Regions from separate parts of the Anser cygnoides genome. Here region 1 is linked to region 2. The links are chromatin contacts, called in public Hi-C maps. All regions are on one chromosome and are shown on one strand. The core of a region is the stretch at or near the end of the contact, and the rest is flanking DNA. Distances in the headings are between cores, read along the strand shown. Region 1 has its middle 38 kb from the start of SLC4A1AP. Region 2 overlaps LOC136790363 (a long non-coding RNA gene).

The links. Hi-C and Micro-C count contacts between places; a contact is called where the count stands out from the background.
Region 1: a contact with region 2 is called in a Hi-C map of liver, with 5 times the contacts expected there. The contact joins two enhancer-like sites. A contact is called at or near these places in 3 of 7 Hi-C or Micro-C datasets (fetal liver and liver).

Annotation. Positions count from the first base shown.
Region 1 is chr3:31,114,432-31,117,797 of Taihu_goose_T2T_genome, forward strand. No RefSeq gene overlaps it. Among named protein-coding and RNA genes, the nearest start is that of SLC4A1AP, 38 kb to the right of the region's middle. Within about 2 kb of position 1,325, at least 1 of the 3 cell types and tissues checked has open chromatin away from gene starts, as enhancers often do. A contact at or near this core is called in liver, where this site is marked.
Region 2 is chr3:31,030,639-31,033,839 of Taihu_goose_T2T_genome, forward strand. LOC136790363 (a long non-coding RNA gene) reads left to right here. Exons shown (of 2, transcript XR_010830187.1): 2 at 1-530. Among named protein-coding and RNA genes, the nearest start is that of TRNASTOP-UCA, 9.6 kb to the left of the region's middle. Within about 2 kb of position 1,878, at least 3 of the 3 cell types and tissues checked have open chromatin away from gene starts, as enhancers often do. A contact at or near this core is called in liver, where this site is marked.

The DNA.
Region 1 (3,366 bases), core at 75-2,574, 83 kb after region 2:
GGGAGGCCCCACGGGGCTGCCTGTGCTTCACGGAGGCTGCAGCTTTGCGTGCTGTGGTCCTGTCCTCCCCTTCTCCTCTCCCAGCTCTTCCATGGAAGAGTGGAGAGTGCGCCCCCGGGAGAGGCTCAGCACAAAGGCTCCTTTGAGGGAATTCAACAGCGGCATTTTGCTGGGAATTTATGGCCTCTAGATACTGCTCTGGATTTGAATGCAGAAGAAGGGGCAGGAAGAATTGAAGAGAAATAAAAAGGAGGGACAGCTTGGACAGGACAAAACAGGAGCAGCCCGTGTGTCACGCTGGCACCCCGCATCGGCACCTCTGCCCACCACACCCAGCTGGTGTCTGCGGAGAGGCCCAGAGGAAGCTCCTGGTTTGTTTTCCCCTTTAAACACAAAACGCGTTCCCTTAACCTCAACCCAAGGAGAAGGCAGCTGCTCTCGGCAAGCGGAGCCACACGAAGCGTGCTTGCTGGAAGCGTTTTGCCTTTGTTTTTCTGAAGGCGGCCCTCAGCGCAGCAGTCCTCGGCTCCGGCCGCTGGCAGCGCGCTGCGCCGGGGCCTGTGGGGCCTGGGGACGCGGGGACCCCCAGGGAGCTATCAGAAAGGGAATTTTGGCCGTGGTCCACTGCCCAGGCAGGAGCAAACTTAAGTAGCAGTGTAGAGGAGAGTGAATATATGGGGTTTAGAGCCCTAAGGGCTGGTTTGCTCTGTGCGGGGTGGGGGAAGGTGCAATCAAGGACTGGGAAATCTTCCCAATTGCCTCTCATGGAGGTCGGTGTCAGGAGGCCAGACTCGCAGGTGGGGCGAGAACCTGGCAGACCCCTGGTCCTGCAGGATTTGTACCCAATGTCCTGGGCAGGCCAGGTCTGCACAGGAAATTGCCCAAGCAAGGCTAACCCCTGGGCTATCGGTCGTGTGAGCACAGATGACTTAAAAATGAGGTAATGAGACCTCACGATACCACACCTGTGACCAAAACCATGAGCACTCCTCTCCTGCGCCAGCCAACATGTAGGGGCTACCAGGTTGCACCCAGAGCAGCCACCCTCACTGGAGTAGAGGGAGTTGTGTCTGATTGACACCTGTGAAACACTTTGGGGAGAATTGTAGAAATATAATGATCCTTCTGCTTCTGGGGAAGATTTCCCAAAGCTCCTGACTGATGCAGTCCAACTTCACACTTCTCCTTTGCCACTTCTGTTGGGCAGACAGCACCAGGTGCTGTCAGCTGGGTGGCAGGGTTAGCTGACCCCCTTCCCTCGGGTTTAAAACAGAAAATCAGGCCCTTCAGAAAAAAAAAAATCCTAAAAAGAGGAAAACAATAAAAGAATCCAGCAGTTGATATTTAAGGTGTTATGAGCTGCTTTTCAAAGCCTGTGTTTGCCCGAGCAAGAATAGAGGTGCCTTCCTCAAACAAAGCTGGAGAACAAAGCACCGTCCCCCGAGTTCGGGGTGCTCTGGAGGGCAGCCACACTGAAACTGTGATTAAGTGTTTTGGGCCATGCCTTTCACTGCAGCCTGCCAGATAAATATTTACAGCTGACCACGGAGAAGTGGGGGGAAGGAGAGGAGAGACATCTGTAAATTCTTTGGAGCCTTGCCGCCTTTTAATTTTAATTATTTTTTGTTGCTTTTCCATCCACAGATCATTGTCTCTTTTTCTCAGCCCACGGATCACTAAAGAAGAGATTTTTGGGAGAAAGAGTTTATTTCTAAAGCCTCAGGAGCCAGATCCTGGTTTTAATGACTGTGGTGTAAACTTTAGAGCTGCGATAAACCAACTTTGTGAAGAGCAGACAGCAACCTTTGGTTTACTAACCAGCGTGAATCTGATGTAACGTTATTGATCTCTGTGGATTTACTCTCTGTCTCCTTGTCTCCTCCCTTGTTTTTTTTGCAGTTGTCCTTACCCATGCAAAATCAGTGCCTATGTGGCTGTAATAAGCCAGTAAATCATGGTGTTACACCCACTTCTCACAGGCTTAAATGACTCCCTCAGTTTGGCCTCTATTCTGAAAATAAAGCAAGTCTTCGTGCCCAGTAGGACAGCTGATTATCAGCAGCACAGAGCACAGGCTCTGGAAGGTGTCTGTAAAGTCCTCCAAAGAGAGGGCAACCAGGAAGGACTTGTGGAAACGAAGGCCCTCAACCCTGGGGGCTCTCTGCATTTTGACGTACGAATATATACGTCCTGCTCAGAAACATATGCAGGAATCTGTAGCTATAAAAGCCACTGCACCACCCTGTAATCCAGCCCAGATGTGCCTCTCCTTTCATGGTGCACTCAAGGGACCCCTGTGAGCCGAGGCGGGCAGTGATTGAAAGCATTGTTCAGATTTACTCACCCAAATGAAAAGAGACCCACAGCAGACTGCTCACAGAGGTCCAGAGCGAGGAGGCTGGTAGGAAGCATTGGCTTCAGGAGGGGCACCAGCGTGTGAGCTGACGGATGCTGGCCCGTGCTGTTATCAGATGCCTTCTGAGGTCACCCGCACAAGCCAGGAGCTGGGTGAGCTCTGGGCCTCTCTGAGCGACAGGCGTTAGAGTGTGCAGTGCAAACCCTGGTCATGCTCGAGCTCCCAAAGTCTGGTGCAAAGAAGGGTGCAGACAGCTGAGCCTCTGGTGATAGATAATTCAGTGGGGCTACTCGCCTGCTTCGAGGCTTTAAAGCTGGGAAATGGCATCTGAGAAATGAGATGCTGGGCTGGACTTCGATGCTGACCTGTTTGGGAGAACAGGGGAACGACTTTACGGTTTGTTGTGGGTTGTACTTGCAAGTGAGCCACCAGGATCTCCTCCTCCCCACGTAGTAGCTTATGTGAGGACGGACGGAGATTTATTCCCGCTCTTATCGGTGACCTTCTAAGTAGCCAAAAAGTAGCATTTCAAAAACTTCGGCACTCACTGCAGTGTCATCTGGGAAGTTGCTCTTTCTGTTAGTGTCATAAAGCTGCAGAGCTCTAAATAGAAAGCTCAGAGGCAAAGGTCTCGTCCCGAGGGCTCCGCAGTCTCAGTGCAAAGACTACAGTTATAAAGCCAGTCACAGAGTCCAGGAAGTAAATTTATGGCTGGGAAGATGGATAAATAATACGCCAAGATCAACAGCAGTGGTAATGTCAAAGTGTACTGAGTGGAGTTACTCTGCTTTTACAGCGCTGTGACCGCTGGGCAACCTTGGACGTGAACATGCCAATTGCTAGAGCTTGCTGAGGAGTCAAGGCCCTGGCGTTTGCTCCACCACCACCTGACGACCCGAGGAGGTTTGGGCTGCCTTAATGGGAGGGAGCAGAGACCGACTTCCTGAGCACAGCCTTGCTCGTGGGGTCAGCGCCGGGTTGTGGCAAACACTGGGGCTTTATAGTCACAC
Region 2 (3,201 bases), core at 628-3,127:
CCGCGCTCCCCTTCCCCGGGCAGGGATTCCAGCGATGCCCTTTCTGAGGCTCCCCGAGAGCGGCAGAGGCAGGGAGCCCTGTACCAAGCGGTTTGGTGTTAGTCACAGCCGCTGGAAGGCTTTGCCGTGCTCTCACCAGGGCCGTTATTTGTGTTTTCACAGCTTGGCTTCCACGCGGGTCCCTCGGGAGGGCTGAGGATTCGCATCCCGTCCCAGGAGCGGGGGGCACGCGAGCTCTGCACGTTTGCACAGCGTATCGCTCGTTTGGAAGCAGCGAGGAGAGGACAGCAGCCCGCACAGCCAGGCCACCACGGCCCTCAAACCCTTGCCTGCAAAGCGCTGGCAGCGGAGTCGAGCATGCCGATTTCCAGTGCAAGGGAGGGAGGGAGGGAGGGCAAAGAGCCTGGCTCACGAAATGGAGTGATCACACCAGAATAAAATGACTGTTTTTTTTCCAGCCTACCGCGTCCCCATGGGCAGCTATTTTAAAAGTTATTGCAGAATAGCTTATCCCACAACAGCGGTGCTGGGGAATTTCCCCCCGGGAGACAAGACCTCAGAAAGGATTCTAGTAAATGGCCTTCACAGAACATCGCCCCGTGCTGGGGCGTCACGCCCAGCAGCTGACAGCGCCCCGGGGGAGCTGTGTGGGATGAGGACGGCTCCCCAAGGACCCGTGCCTCTGGCACAGCCGCTGTCCTCGCTGGCACAGCCCCTCAGCCCCTTGGTGGAGGCCTGTGCAGAGGAGGGGAGAGCTGACGGGACGAGGTTGGCTCACGCTGAGCTTCGCCCACTTGCCGGCACCATCTATCGGAGGCCAGCGCTGGTGTCGGCTCTGGTGGCCACTGGCACACCAGGAATACTGGGAAGGAGACTGTGGTTTCCAGATAAAATCACTGTGGGGTAGGGGCAGCGCAGGCAAACTGGTGCAATGGGCCGTATTCGTCGTGGCACTCTAGGTATGCGATAAATAAAAAGACAGACATCTTGCAGTTTGGTTGGCATGGCGGGACTAAGCATTGCGAAAAACAAAAACAAAAACAAAAACAAAAAAACAAGAACGACAGCAACAACAAAGTTAAAAAGCCTGACCAATCCTGAATACCCACAGCTAAGCATCTGGGAGTGGAACAAGAAGTCCACGAGGCCTGTGGGCTGGCTGGTACATCCATGCAGCCCCAAAGTCTCTCTTTTCTTGCAGGTCTGGCCTTCACGATTGTAGCTGCTGGCCGGCCACTGCTCCTCATCCCAGCAGCTCAGCCGTGGCTCATCCATGCCAGGAGAGGCTTGGGAAGATGTTCCAGCAAGCTCTGATTAGATCTGCTCCTCCCAGGGCACTTCAGCAGGGTTTGCTCCTTTTTCTCATTCCACACAAGGTTTTAAAAGGCTGTGTTTGTAAACAGCAGTCTCCATCTCGCTGCCTCCAGGGCATTGGGCTGAAGGCCAGGGAGGGATCTAAGAGACGACGGCAGACAGTTTTAAGAGGCGGTGGCGTCCGATCGCCGCCTGGGAGAGGGCACGCCTTGCAGTTAATAACCACGGTGTCGGGAGTCACCTACAGTACCAGCAGGTCTCAGCACTATTTCGTGGCTCCCTGAGGCCGAGCTTGGCTTTTACTGAAATGACCTCTTCGCATGCTGAGGTAAACGCTGGGTGTCCCGAGCCAGCTCTGCCAGAATCCACGGGGAGTAATGTTGCCTCAAATGCCTGTACGAGACCAATGCCCCGTGATGATAAAACAACACGGCGGACATGTGTTTGCACTTGACACAGTGCTGGTTAAATATTCACCTCGTTCCACCTCTCCTTCCCACAGATCGCTTTGGAGAGCTTGGTCACGTACGGGGACGTGGGCGCTCCTGTCCTACCGGGGAGGCAAGGGCCTGCTGTGGCTTGGCGCCTGGTCACCGAGCACAGGCCAGGTGAGAGGCCTTTGAAGAGGATCTGCCCAAGCTTCCCAGGCTCCCTTTGCCTCAGTGCTTTCAAAAATTGGTTAATGATCACCGTCATTTGGCGCTGTGACATTGTGGAGCAGTGACGAAGCCCTGCCGCTGCGGGCAGGCCAGACCTGGGGGAGTTAGAGGCGGGCCCACCTCTTCGCGCCCGCTGCAGCGTTGGTGGGCGAGGGAGGCAAGGAGCGAGCTCAGCCGAGCACAAGCCTGAGCCTGTCGGTGTGTCCAGAAGTGCTTCTCCCCACATACTTTACCAGCAGGCGCATGCTGGCACGGGTTTAGCTGGAGCTGCAAAGCTCCCAGGAAGGCGAGAGCCTGGAAAGCTTCACGTGGTCTGGGCAGAGAGGGCGGCACTAACGCCCTCAGCACACACGGGTGGTCGGGGCAGAGCTATACGGCTGGGAAGCAGCCCGTGGTCCAGGCAGGCTGTCCGTAGGGGTGTCCTGCCTGCACCTGAGCTCATGCTCCCCTGTACAGCTGCAGCTTTTGTGCCCTGCATCCCGAAGGCCTGGAGCTTGGGTTGATCTTGTTTCCCGTCGGGGTAACTCCACACTGGACTCCTGTGGCTTCGCAGTGCGCGTGACAGCGGGTACCCGGGCCAGGCGTTACACCCGTGCAAAGGACTCGGCTGTTCCCGGCACTGGGAAATCAGGCCTGGCTGGTGGGGCCGCGAGAGGAAGGGAAAAGCCTTAAAGGATGGCTCCTTTAAGGGAGGAAGCTGAGAGGGCTGTGAGGGAAGGGAGCTCTGTGTTTTTCTCTCAGCGCCTCAGGGGCTGGTTACTAAATTTGGTTACTGGGCTTAAATAATGCAGCGTGGCAGAGCCCAGTGGGTTTGAACATTGTCATATCCACATAATCCTCTCCTAGGTGGCTGAGATCTCTTGTTCTCTGCCGCTGCTATCTGCACAGGAGTCTGAATGCGATGTGAAACATCATCTTAAATAATTATAACTAGCAGAGAAGAGCCAAAGCTGCAAAGTCCCATCAATTTCCACTGTGCTCCGTCTATCTGTGTAATTTCTAAGGTGTCAATCACCAAAGCATCCAAGCACTGTCTCATCTGGATCCGAACTCTGTTGGTGCTCTTGGAGGCTTGAACCTTAGCATTTTATGCAAGCCCATCTCTAATGAGCAAGCACAGGGACAGAGCTGCATACTGCGGGCAAACCAGCTTCTTACTGCTGTTGAGGTCTTTGTGATTTACTGACCAAAAGTCCAGTGGCTGGAGGAGTCAGGACCTCATGGTCAC